3 separate regions of the Mus musculus genome follow, and all the other regions are linked to region 1. The links are chromatin contacts, called in public HiChIP or PLAC-seq maps. All regions are on one chromosome and are shown on one strand. Each heading gives the region's core, a stretch centred on a gene start, on an enhancer-like site or on the middle of the called end of the contact. The rest is flanking DNA. Distances are from core to core; before and after follow the strand shown. Region 1 overlaps Patj (PATJ, crumbs cell polarity complex component). Region 2 has its middle 40 kb from the start of E130114P18Rik. Region 3 has its middle 73 kb from the start of E130114P18Rik.

The links. HiChIP or PLAC-seq counts read pairs in DNA pulled down with a chosen protein or histone mark.
Region 2: an H3K27ac HiChIP or PLAC-seq map of regulatory T cell precursor shows a contact between it and region 1, with 7 times the contacts expected there. The contact joins two enhancer-like sites. A contact is called at or near these places in 1 of 484 Hi-C or Micro-C datasets (LSK cells) and 3 of 115 datasets of contacts at active chromatin or transcription factors (large pre-B cells, microglia and regulatory T cell precursor).
Region 3: an H3K27ac HiChIP or PLAC-seq map of double positive thymocytes shows a contact between it and region 1, with 4 times the contacts expected there. The contact joins two enhancer-like sites. A contact is called at or near these places in 5 of 115 datasets of contacts at active chromatin or transcription factors (double positive thymocytes, large pre-B cells, memory CD8 T cells and 2 more).

The regions. Positions count from the first base shown.
Region 1 is chr4:98,434,319-98,438,259 of GRCm38.p6, forward strand. Patj (PATJ, crumbs cell polarity complex component) reads left to right here. Exons shown (of 44, transcript NM_172696.2): 12 at 3,012-3,152. Among named protein-coding and RNA genes, the nearest start is that of Patj, 40 kb to the left of the region's middle. Within about 2 kb of position 1,898, at least 153 of the 459 cell types and tissues checked have an H3K27ac peak or open chromatin away from gene starts, as enhancers often do. A contact at or near this core is called in LSK cells, double positive thymocytes, memory CD8 T cells and 2 more, where this site is marked.
Region 2 is chr4:97,542,501-97,546,441 of GRCm38.p6, forward strand. No RefSeq gene overlaps it. Among named protein-coding and RNA genes, the nearest start is that of E130114P18Rik, 40 kb to the right of the region's middle. Within about 2 kb of position 1,776, at least 41 of the 459 cell types and tissues checked have an H3K27ac peak or open chromatin away from gene starts, as enhancers often do. A contact at or near this core is called in LSK cells and regulatory T cell precursor, where this site is marked.
Region 3 is chr4:97,655,512-97,659,452 of GRCm38.p6, forward strand. It overlaps a transcript of Nfia not described here. Among named protein-coding and RNA genes, the nearest start is that of E130114P18Rik, 73 kb to the left of the region's middle. Within about 2 kb of position 2,255, at least 48 of the 459 cell types and tissues checked have an H3K27ac peak or open chromatin away from gene starts, as enhancers often do. A contact at or near this core is called in double positive thymocytes, memory CD8 T cells, regulatory T cell precursor and 1 more, where this site is marked.

The DNA.
Region 1 (3,941 bases), core at 648-3,147:
AGAAAGAGCACCCACTCACTGTGACTTATGTCTGTCAGTTGCCAGCTTCCCTTGTTTCTTTTGAATCATTTTAGAGTGAGTGGTTTAGCAATCCCAAAGATAATGATGTTTTCTTTCTTTCTTTCTTTCTTTCTTTCTTTCTTTCTTTCTTTCTTTCTTTTGTGAAATATTTATTTATTTAATGTATATGAGTGCACTGTCGCTGTCTTCAGACACATCAGAAGAGGGCATCAGGTCCCATTACAGATGGTTGTGAGCCACCATGTGGTTGCTGGGAATTGAACTCAGGACCTCTGGAAGAGCAGTCAGTGCTCTTAACTGCTGATCCATCTCTCCAGCCCCAAGGAGAATCATATTATTATAACCAAGACAAGATATAATAGAAATATCTAATATTGAATACTTTGTACATATTTAAGATTTCCCAGTTGGTGGTGCCAAGGAGATCACTCTGTGGGTTAGAGGGTAAGAATGCTTGTTGGCAGGCATGAAGACCTGATGCATATTCCCCAAATCCATGCAAGAAACTGAGCATGGCTGCACTTGTGCTTGTAAACCAGCATTGCGAGATACGGAGGCAGGAACATTGCTGGGGTTTCTTGACTGCCAGCGTAGGTCCAGGTTTCTCAAGAAATCCTTCCCCAGCCTCCGTGTGCAGGCACACCAACACAGATCGTATGTGCATGGTCTCAGACAGACAGACACACCCACACACATCACACATAGGTTTCCCAGTTGCTCTAAAATGTCATTTGTATTTTCTTTTCCTATTCCTTTTGACTCCTCCCATAAAACCCTTCCTAAACCACGTATCCCATGTGTGGTGATTCTGGCTTCTGAACGTAGACGAGCCCCTGACCCCCGCCCGGTGCTTGCTTCTTCTTTTCCTAAGGGTTAATCTTTGACACTAAAATGCCACAACCTGAATTTGATGTTTCCTTGCAGCCTTGTACTTTTTGTTTTTAAAACTTTTTATTGGTTCTTTGTGAATTTCACATTCTGTACCCCAATCTCGCTCATTTCCTGGTCCTCTCGTTCCTGTCCTCCCCCCTTGCAGTCTCCCCGAAAAGGAAAAAAAAAAATCATACTGTGGAAGCTGTGGTGTGTCACAGCGTGTCCCACAGTCTACACTTTTGTCCATACTTCTTTGCTTGTAAATGTTCATTGCAGTGAGTCACTGGCCCAACGTCAGTGTCAGCTCTCCTGTGTTGCCCTGGCAAGGGGCAGGGTCTGCTCTCCTGAATGCTGTAGCTGATAAGGGCAGAGCCAGCTCTCCTGCCTGTTGCAGGTGGTAAGAGCAAGGGGCAAGGGGGGTAGGGGAAGGAGGGCATCTTTTCCTCATCAGTGTCACCGCACAAGAGATGAGTGCCAGGGCCCTCTCTCCCGCTCTCATGCTCTGCTAACGCACAACTCTTCCTCCCAGCTCTACCGTGCTTTCTGGGTGGTGGGAGGGATCAGTTCACCTGCCCTCACATCCCTTAAGGCCAGCTATCCCATGATACCCAGGTGAGGGATCAGCCAGTCCTGCACAGCCTCAGTCATCAACAGGGCACTGAGTGGCAGCCCAGACCAGGGGTATTTACCTGGAAACAGAGCCCTGCTGCTGCAGGGCCATGGACCCAGACATGGCCCTCAGTGGTAGCACAGGCAAGGATGTCATCATGATCTTCGGTGGCATCACTGGCTACTCTTATCAGGCTTTTCCTCACTACCCTTGATTTCCTGGTTCTGTCTCCTCGCGCTCACCTCCTTCTGCTTCTCTTTCTCTTCCATTTCTCTACCATTTACATGCTCCTCTTAGTGGCACCCAGGGTGTCTCGGGGTCTGGGCTTGTCTCAGCAATGCTGTTCCCTGCCCATGCAGTGTGGCCCTGGGCTGAGGTCATCTTGGGTGTGGTCTGCCTGCCTGAGCCTTTCTGGCACAGGACTGGTGGTTGTCTCAGGCTAGCTTCCAGTCTGCCCTAGTAGTGCCAGGCTGGTGATTATCTTGGGTTCGTCCCTACCTGGACCTTGTGGCCCCAGGTGGGGGCTGTCTTCTCTCAGGTTACACCTTTTACAAAAAGCTGGAGAGATGGCTCAGTGATTAAAACTCTTGCAGCTTTTACAGAGGACCCAGCTTCGGTTTGAAGCACCCATGAAACTCGGTCGTTGAGACCACTCATAACTCTAGTTTTAAGGGATTTGATACACTCTTCTGTCCTCTGAAGTCAAAAGTCCCAAACTTGATGTATATACATGCATGAAAGCAAAAACACCTGTACACATTAAAAATGATATATTAAAATCTTAAAAATTCTTTTCAAATGATGGGATTAAAAAACAACTCTGTAAAGTGTCACGTGTGCAGCCTTTCTTCTGTTGAATTAAAAAAACAACTGTGTAAAGTGTCACGTGTGCAGCCTTTCTTCTGTTGAATTAAAAAACAACTCTGTAAAGTGTCACGTGTGCAGCCTTTCTTCTGTTGAATTAAAAAACAACTGTGTAAAGTGTGACGTGTGCAGCCTTTCTTCTGTTGAAGACACACTTAGTGGTTTGCTGGCAACTTTGCGGAATTTCACTTGCTTCAGCTAAGGAAAGGGGGCGGGGGAAGGCTCTCTCTGCACCTAGAGGAGTTCTCCCACCCCCAGTCTCTGAGCTAGCTAGGCTGTTCACACGGGCTTGATGGTCCAGCCTATTTGCATATGTGGCTTAATACCTGTCCACATCAGCAAGAACATACAGCCTTCCAGTTGTTGCTTTCTTATTTCTTTTCCTTTCTAAAGCTATAGTAAATCATCTCTCTCTGTTTTGTCGTGGTTCAACCCTTTTCACTTTCATTTTCTCTACTTCCTCTTTCTTTGACTACTGTCAAGCTATCTTTGTGATTAACTACCTCACAGAACACTTTAGTGTATTGGCATCTCATGCAGCGCAGCAGGTCCTGGGAAGGACGAATGAGAGTGAAGTCAGCCCATTTGCATGCGGCCCCACCCCCAACAGGACTAGCGATTTAAGTCACAATTTTTATTTCAGAAACTGTTGCAGAACCACCTAAAGTACCAGAACGAGCAGGATCCCCGAAACCAGAAGCTAATTTGAGTGTGGAAGCAGAGGAAATTGGAGAAAGACTGGATAATCTAAAAAACAACACTGTACAAGCCTTAGAAAAACCAGGTAGGCTCAAAGCCTTTACTTTGGAGTACTTCAACCTTATTAACAATTTCTTCTCTGTAGTTAATATGGTGTGGCATACACAGTCAGACTCAGACCTATGCAATAAAGGCAATATTATATCAAGAACTTTGTAAAGTTACAAATATTCTAACAATCAGGTAGCAGCCAACGACCCATATAAAAGCAGTTTAGATCTGATGGGTGCTCATCCTGTAGAGACACATTAGCAATTTCAGATGGGCTATTTTTCTAGGGATGTACTATCATTGTAGAGTATGAATGAGGCTCTAGGTTCAATCCTTAGTACTACCACCAATCTTAGGTTCAGTTCCTAGTATTAACACCAACCTCATACTATACCCCCCAAATTTAAATTAATTGGGGAATTTTGAATGTAATCTTAACATAAGGTTAAGATTATAAGATATTTGGTAGTAGAGCATCAAATGTATTTTTGTTTAATTGTGTTTCAAATACATATTTATTAGTATGCAATAACTACTGTCTTAGTTAGGGTTTTACTGCTGTGAACAAACACCATGACCAAGGCAAGTCTTATAAAAAACAACATTTAATCGGGGCTGGCTTACAGGATCGGAGGTTCAGTCCATTATCATCAAGGTGGGAGCATGGCAGTATCCAGGCAGGCATGGCGCAGGAGGAGCTGAGAGTTCTATGTCTTCATCCAAAGGCTGCTAGTGGAAGACTGACTTCCAGGCAACTAGGGTGAGGATCTTATGCCCACACGCATTCCAACCAGGTCACACCTATTCCAACAAGGCCACACCT
Region 2 (3,941 bases), core at 526-3,025, 890 kb before region 1:
ACAAATGATGCCCAAATTCTACATTTCAATATTCTACCTGTGAACATCAAAGCAAATATACACCTAAGAAGCTTGCAAAAGTTATATTTATAATTGTGCATTTACGTGTGTGTAACTGTCCTGTATTTATTTAGTAGGAAACTAAGGTTTGTCATATTCTTACCCTCTATCTCCTTGTTCTTGCTTCTTATTGTCTTATTAGGCCAATGAACACCTTTTATAAGAATAGCGGAGCAGGGCAGTGGTGGTGCATGTCTTTAATCCCAGCACTCGGGAGGCAGAGGCAGGGAGATTTCTGAGTTTGAGTCCAGCCTAGTCTACAAAGTGAGTTCCAGGACAGCCAGGGCCACACAGAGAAACCCTGTCTAGAAAAAACAAAACAAAACAAAACAAAACAAAACAAAACAAAACAAAACAAAAAAAAACAAAAGGAATATCAGTATGCATTAACCTTCTGCTGTTATTGCTAGCTACATGAATGATATCACAGGATTTCATTTTCCTATCTGAGACCTAAGACTTTGCCTAGCAGTCTGCTTAGGAAACCCATTCCCACAAGCATTGTGCCAAGGATGATAATTCTCCCCCAGGGCAAATCTACATGCCTAAATCACTCCCTAAAAGCAAGAAGAAGAAAGCTGGTTTGAAAGGGCTTGTTTATTTTGTCACTTTTCCCACAGGCAAGGGCATTGCAGGCAATGGTGAGTAGGAAAATGAGACTATAAAGAAATATCTGACAGTGCTTCCTTAATCGTGGTCCACATCTGCTGATCCAGCCAAAAGTGAGGGGGCAGAGGTGAACTTTGCTATGCCATGGTGAATAATGCAATCATACGTTGGATACCAAACTACATTTAACTGCCATATAAATCCTGCCTGCCTCCATACCACACCTCATTATCTCACAGGAAATGTATAGTTTCCACAAAGTCAAATATGCTCCGACCTGTGCCTCTGAAGCTGAGATGGAGATGCAGGGCTGAGAATCATGTGCTTGCTGCACCAGCAGTCCAGCTTCCCTGGAACACATAAGGAACCCTACGCAGACATCCTTAGCATTCACTTGTCATGGGCCATCAGGCAAAACACTTGAACATGCTGCTTTAGAGCTGCCAAATAGAAAATGGGAGTACTCCTTCCTGCCTTGAAAATTAGGAGGTACAAAGATCTTAGCAAATCATTCAAGGTCAAAATCAAACCTATAGCTGAAGATCTGGATGAACATTGACACAAAGTCTGTCTTGACTCACAGTGTCCTTTCCCCCAAAACAACAACAAAAAGTCCTGTCTGTATTTGTATCATTATGGTACTTTGGTCGAAGCAAACTGGGCTAAATCAAACCCTTAGCAATGGCACTTGCTATTTAGGGCCTCTTATTCTCAACAGGCTGAGTTATGCAGATTCCCGAAGAGGATGAAAAAGTGTCAAACGGACACAAGTGTAAATGTCCAAGCCTGATTCTAAAGAACGTGATGAGGTAGCAGAAATTGTATAAGAAAGTGCAGGGGAAACTATCTCGACCTCTGGAGGGGAGAGGAGGGCCATCCGGCAAGCGCTCTGCCTGTGTTCAGAAGGGGAAGGAGCAGGTTGGGTTGGTTTTGCCTTGTTGTCAGCTGCAGGAACTGAGAAGCCCTGTCCAGGTTCAATGCTCCATTCTTAAAGTGGTGAACAAAATCCCTCTTTGTTCCCCAATGAAACTTATCTCTGAAGAGCTGAACCACTTCCTGTGAGATACAGCCCTGCAGATGTGTCCTGCAAGACCCACCCCACTGCTCTGTCTTCAGTCAAAAGGGCAAGAATGATCACTTTGTACTGCTGCCTGAAAACGACACTGACTCCTCTGATCTCAACTGGGGTTACCAAGTGGATAAAGCTTCCTGCTCAGAAGAGAGTCGAAGTGAGTGTCTGTGTGTGTGTGTGTGTGTGTGTGTGTGTGTGTGTGTGTGCCTGTATGTGTGAGTTTCTGTGTGTCTTTTTGTGTGCCTGTGTGTGTGCCTGTGTGTGTGCTTGTGTGTGCATCTAAGTGTGTATCTGCATATGCATCTGTTTGTGTGTGCCTATGTGTTTCTTTTCTTCTTTTGTTAATTTGTTTAGTTATTTATAGAGCTAATAAAGGCAACAAGGAGGGTCAATGCAGCCATGTTTTCCAAACAGTATTTTGTGGAACGTGTCCAAAGATTGGAAGCACTAGCAGCCTGAGGCAGGGGATGAACTGAGTGAAGGCAGTAATTTGCCCCTGGACCCTTCCAACTGCCTGCTGTCCTTTGCTAATACCAACAGTCAAAGAAGTTCTAAAATTTGATGTGTCAAAGTTAATAGCATTTCATCGCAACAAAGACTTGTTTAGATATAAAACGTTTTGTTATGTAACCTACTACTCTGGGGGTTACAGATCCATCTAAAAATCTCCCCCTTCTTCCTGATAACACAGAGCTTCATGATTCTGAATCATTAACTCCAAATCTGGTCTCAGTGTCTTCCTCTATAAAATAAGGTGGTCCTAGCAGTATATATGGCTAGGCTTAGTATACTAACTGGATACTCCAGTTGAACATGTCTTCACATCTATTAACACTGACAAATTGTTATCAATGCACTTTTAGAGTCAGACTCTCTCTTTATCTTGGGAAGTCAAAAGTGATAAATATAATCTTTCATGGAGAAATCCACAATCTGAGTTATAAACAGAAACGAAACAATGAGAGGTAACATGTCTTGAACTTAGCAAGTGGCAAGCTGTTATTTCAAATTATACATTTCCTAACATCTTCCTCTGGGCACTGTTGAACAGATACTAGCCTCAAAGTTGCCTCAGAACTTAAGAAAAATGCACTTTTACACAGATGGAAAGATACAATGAAGACACCATCAAACATGTTACAAAATGCTAGAGAGGGATCAAGGACCAACAACAGTGTCCAGAAGTGTTCTAAACAGCCATCATATGCTTTTCTCTTCAGAGATGACTATGAAGAGCTTTAGCGAGGAGGATGAGCATTTCCACATTGATAGCCCTCTTCTTGGCAGCCCTAAGTTTAAGGTTCATGGAAAAAAATATCCCTTGTATTACAGCACATACACCTCACACATGTCAGGAGAGGAAATGATGACCCAGCCATTCAAGTTAAATGATGAGTTAAAAGTCCACTAAAAGGAAGTACATCTGGAAGCCTGCCCAAGCTCACCATCACCTGGATGTGTGGTTTGCTTAATTTTTAATATCCTGCCTTTCCTCATTGGTAAATGGAATAGCAATTACCTATTCGAAGGCATTGGTGTGCTACAGAGTCGGCCATTTCCTCATCTCTAACAATCTCGTTGCTACACTCTGCGCTCCCCGATGTTGTACAAGCCCTATTTTTCTCTGAAATCACTCCAGTGAAAAAGGTTCCTCAGAGCAGACTGAAACTTTCATTACAAAAAAGATGATGGGAAAAGCATCAAATCCTTGGCTTACCCTTTAGATTGAATGAGAAATGGTTACAACAAAGCAGGTATAGTTTCTCCCAGAGGAGATCAGGAAAGAACACATGTACAGTGGTTTAATTTTTCAACAAAGACACAGTACAATGCTCTTTATGGCATTCCTATTTGTGAACTCAGAATTCAGTGGTTACCAGCAGATAGTGTATAATATACACAAATCTACATTTAGTGCTACTAAAATTGATGGGCTGTTTAAATGGGGCTGTATAAGGGGTTTTAATTTTCCTCCAGTGGGAAAGATGAGCCACATTAAATTCATGTCTAGATAATGAAAAGGAGAGAAAGACATGAAGTTGGGAGTAATTGACAGGAGGAAGACCATCTCAGTTTCCCATTTGTGTTCACTTTTAACTATGAGTGTGGCACAGGGCATGAATGGATTATGCTGATTTATTTCACTGTCAACTCATTAAAAACTGTAAGGTTTGTTCCCCAGAATTCTACTTTGTGAATG
Region 3 (3,941 bases), core at 1,005-3,504, 780 kb before region 1:
CAAACAAAACAACGTGCACCTAGGATGCAGGGAGGAGCTGAGTAAGGCAGAAATGGCCTAGAATGTAAGGTCAGGGAGTCTCAATAGTGTGTGATGGGCATGAAGGAGTCATGGAAAATTTAAGAGCAGGATTATGGGATGTGCATACCTGTTCTTTACAGAATCTTTATGGCACATGGGAAAGCAGAATGACCCAACAGGCCTCTGGAGATGGGCAGAAGATCTAGAACCAAATGAGATCAACAGAAACAAGGGAAACCACCAGGATCCACGAGGAGGGTCTGAATCAGGCAGCAGCTGCAGCCATGGAAAGAGCGTGACAAACAGCAAATGCTAAGAGATGCTTTGCCTGGTTACACACAACTCTGTCTGGACTGGCCTTGGGAAGACAGCGGGTGGTACTGCTTGCCATACTAAAACCTCGAGTATTGGAGACTGGGAAGATGATAATGGCGCTATTAGATACCGTAACTAGGAAAGAGGCTTCCGAGTAAGAGTTTAGGGTTGGTATTTGGTTTGAGCTTTGAAACTTGCAGCTCTAGCTTTGAGACTTCTTTCCAACAGCTAGTTCAAATCTGCCCATGCCAGGATGACCAAGAGGTGAATGAACTGACTCCATGAGTCAGCCACAACCCCATCCCAGAGCCCCATGTGCTCAGAGCCCCATGTGCCACCTCTGCTTAGTTTATCTGGAAAATATTATAAAATATTTAGTGCCACTGAGTTTGGGCCTGAGAATGGAGATCACAGTGCCTTGCCTAATATTCTCTGGGATTATTACTGCTAGTAACTCTTTATTGGGGAAATCAAATAGCTATAACTTTTCACTGTTGTTGGAAAAGCTTGCGGGGTGAGTCATTTACTCCCCATAGAAAAGCCCTGTCTACACAAGGCAGGTAGTAAAATTAAGTTCAAATAACTGCCTCAGAAGAGTGTTTCATTTCAGAAAGCCTTGCATTTTCTCCTTACTGGAAATGAGTGTTACAGGACATTAAAAGTCTCTATGTCCTATATGGTGTTTAATATAAACACTCCATTTTTTTCTTTAATCTATCCAAGATCAATACTAAAATCTGTAAGCAGTGAGAGGTGGTGGCAGGAGAGCTGGCATTTCCAGCACAGCATCATTAATGAAACACTTTGGACAATAGTTCTCTTCTAAACAACCCAGCAGTCAGCACTGCTGCCTCTCATTTAAAAAACCTGAAGCGTAGAGAGACCACAGGAAGTGGCCAAGGTCGGGACCAAGGATGAGTCTAGAGATCCCAATATGATCTCATGTGCATATGTGTCATATCCCATATCAACCTTCAAGACTCGCCTCAGCCTTCCCTGGGGTGGATCTGGAGGTCATTGTCAGATCTGTTCCAGGTAGACAGGAGGTAAATGATTCTTTTTACTCCAGATCAGGTACCCTCATAGCAACAGTCAGAAATGACCTCATGTGTACTGATCAACCGCAGGAGAATGTGGAACACCCATACACAATATAGAGACTCTTGAAAGTAACATAAAGAAGACTGAACTACTTGGCTCCACCTTTGAGTTGTTGGGCTTGTCATTAACGGGAATGACAAACCCTAACCTGGAAGTACAGGGTCTAGATGGAGGTGAAGGGAAGACATTTCACATAGCCAAGCACAGCCTCCTGTAATGCATCCTTGCAAATATCTCTGCAACTCCCAAGTTCCCCTTCTCCACAGCTGCTGATGTCTCTCTCCTCTCCCTGCAACCTCTATATCCCCCATCATACCCTTGCTACCTCCTCTTCATGGAGAGCAATTGGCATTCACCTCTGTCGGCATGACTGAGGGAAGTTAAAAATATTCTTTGGGATCCATTTTCTTTTAGGACTTGGGAACTGTTAAAGGAAAAAGGCTAAAAGCTCTTGGTTTTATTATTCCTATCCAGAAATAATGACATGATAGTTTAGTTTCCTGTTCTAGGTTCTTTGCACAGTTCATCTTTTATTTCAGAAAAAAACTCTTCAAGGGCAAATGATGGTCCCCATTTTACAGAGAAGAATATTGAGATTTAGAGGAATCAAGTTATTTAGAAGATCAAGTTTACTGCTTCAGAATACCCAAGTCTAACTCCAAAAGCACCAGCTGTACCATATATAGAAGAATCAGGAAGAGTAGAGCTCCACCTCCCAGCCAGCCAGTTCAAAACAGCTGCAGCTCCACGCCCCATCCCATTTCCTCCAGCCAGAGGGGAAAGGAAGCTTGTTACCTTTGAGTCTATAGACCCACTTCCTGAAGCAGCCTGGGGTGCTGAGTACACACATGGTGGGGCTTCCCCATGCCTGTAGACCTGCCTAACTGCCCGCTAGCCACATCTGGAACATATTTTAAATTACCTTTAACCACAACTGCAAAAGACTCGTGTGTGTGTGTGTGTGTGTGTGTGTGTGTGTGTGTGTATGTGTATGTGTGTGTGTGTGTGTGTGTGTGTGTGTGTGTGTGTGTGTGTGTGTGTGTGTGTGTTGTATGTGTATATAAGTTTAATATATTAAGCAAGTGACTTGGAGTATTTGCTGAAGCTCTGCATGGGAGACCTATGTCCCCACTTCCTTTACTCTCCCTAGCTCTGCACAGGAAACCTGAGCTGCTTCATGTGGAAAACTGGGTATGAGAATTGTTCTGAGGGCATACACAAACTCTCACGGCTCTTTTGGAATGTGACTCTATTTTAAGTGAGTACTGGGAAATGGTATAGGATGAGCCGAAATCAAACAATCAGCTTTAGAACCAAAGTGACCCAAAAGGGAGTCCTAGACTTGCTGGATAGATACTGCCAGGAAGATCCCAGGACAGTCATTTTCCCCGGGGCCCCATCCCATAAGAGGGTTGCTAAGGAAGAGTGAGATAGTGCAAAAGTAGATGTAAATGATCCTTTCTGACTTTTCCAAAGACAACTTCTCACTCTCTTCCTGCTCCTCTTAACACTGGGGTCATCCCCAAGTGACATCCCTTGGGATGGTAGTTTAGGATTAGCCACGTTTGAGTACTGTTCCTGCATTTATGAGCTATGAAGCAATCTCTGCTTTGTATTTATTTTCCCACATATTAGATGAGCATAGCATCACTCATTCTCAAAACCCCTTAGATAAGGAATCCTGTAGCAGGTAGACCTTCACTGAAGGAGCTCAGCTTTCTTCCAGAAGAAGAGGTAGGTGAAGCTTGGTGTTTGTCCAAAAGCAAAGGGGGGGGCAGAAATAAATCATTTCTAGAGCACATTTGTATAACAAAAGTATCTGGACTGTAGGGGCAGGGATCTTTAAGCCATCAGTCTATTATCTTGGGCCCTGAAGGGTTCCGTACTGTGTAGTGGTTTGCCCATAGTCTATACCTGGGTGGGGGGAAAAAAACTAAATAGGATGGTATTACCCAAGACTGACATCCTGGACGATTCTCCGAATCAGAACCCAGGAGGTGGTATTCCATACCAGAAGTGTCCACTGAGGAAACAGGGATGTGATAAAAATAACTATTAGCTCATGGCATGGACATGTGAGGGAATATAAAATTTAGTCTAAAATCAGCCAGGCTCCTGCTGTTGGCCAGCGCTTACCCTGCAACTTCCCAGCAACCCATCATCCAGCCAGCCCCATCCAGACCCAATCCAGGGGCCAGCACTGCAGACAAATGTCTCAGCTTTACCAGGGCCACAAGTGTATCTTCATGCCTACACTTCAGAAAGAGTTTTCTCATTCAGATAGATTCTCAAGGTAGCTTTCTGACCCAGATCTTGAAAAGCAGCAGCCATCAGACCCCTCCTGATTAACTTGGAAAATGAAGAAAACCACACATCTTTGTCCAAAATGTGGCATGATATCCAGTTTTGGGCCTCATTCAGTCCTGGGGCTCAGGCTTCTTGAGGAACTTTGCTGGTTGCCTTCTTCCTATTCTTCCCCTTACCCTTTGGGCATTCCTGGAAAC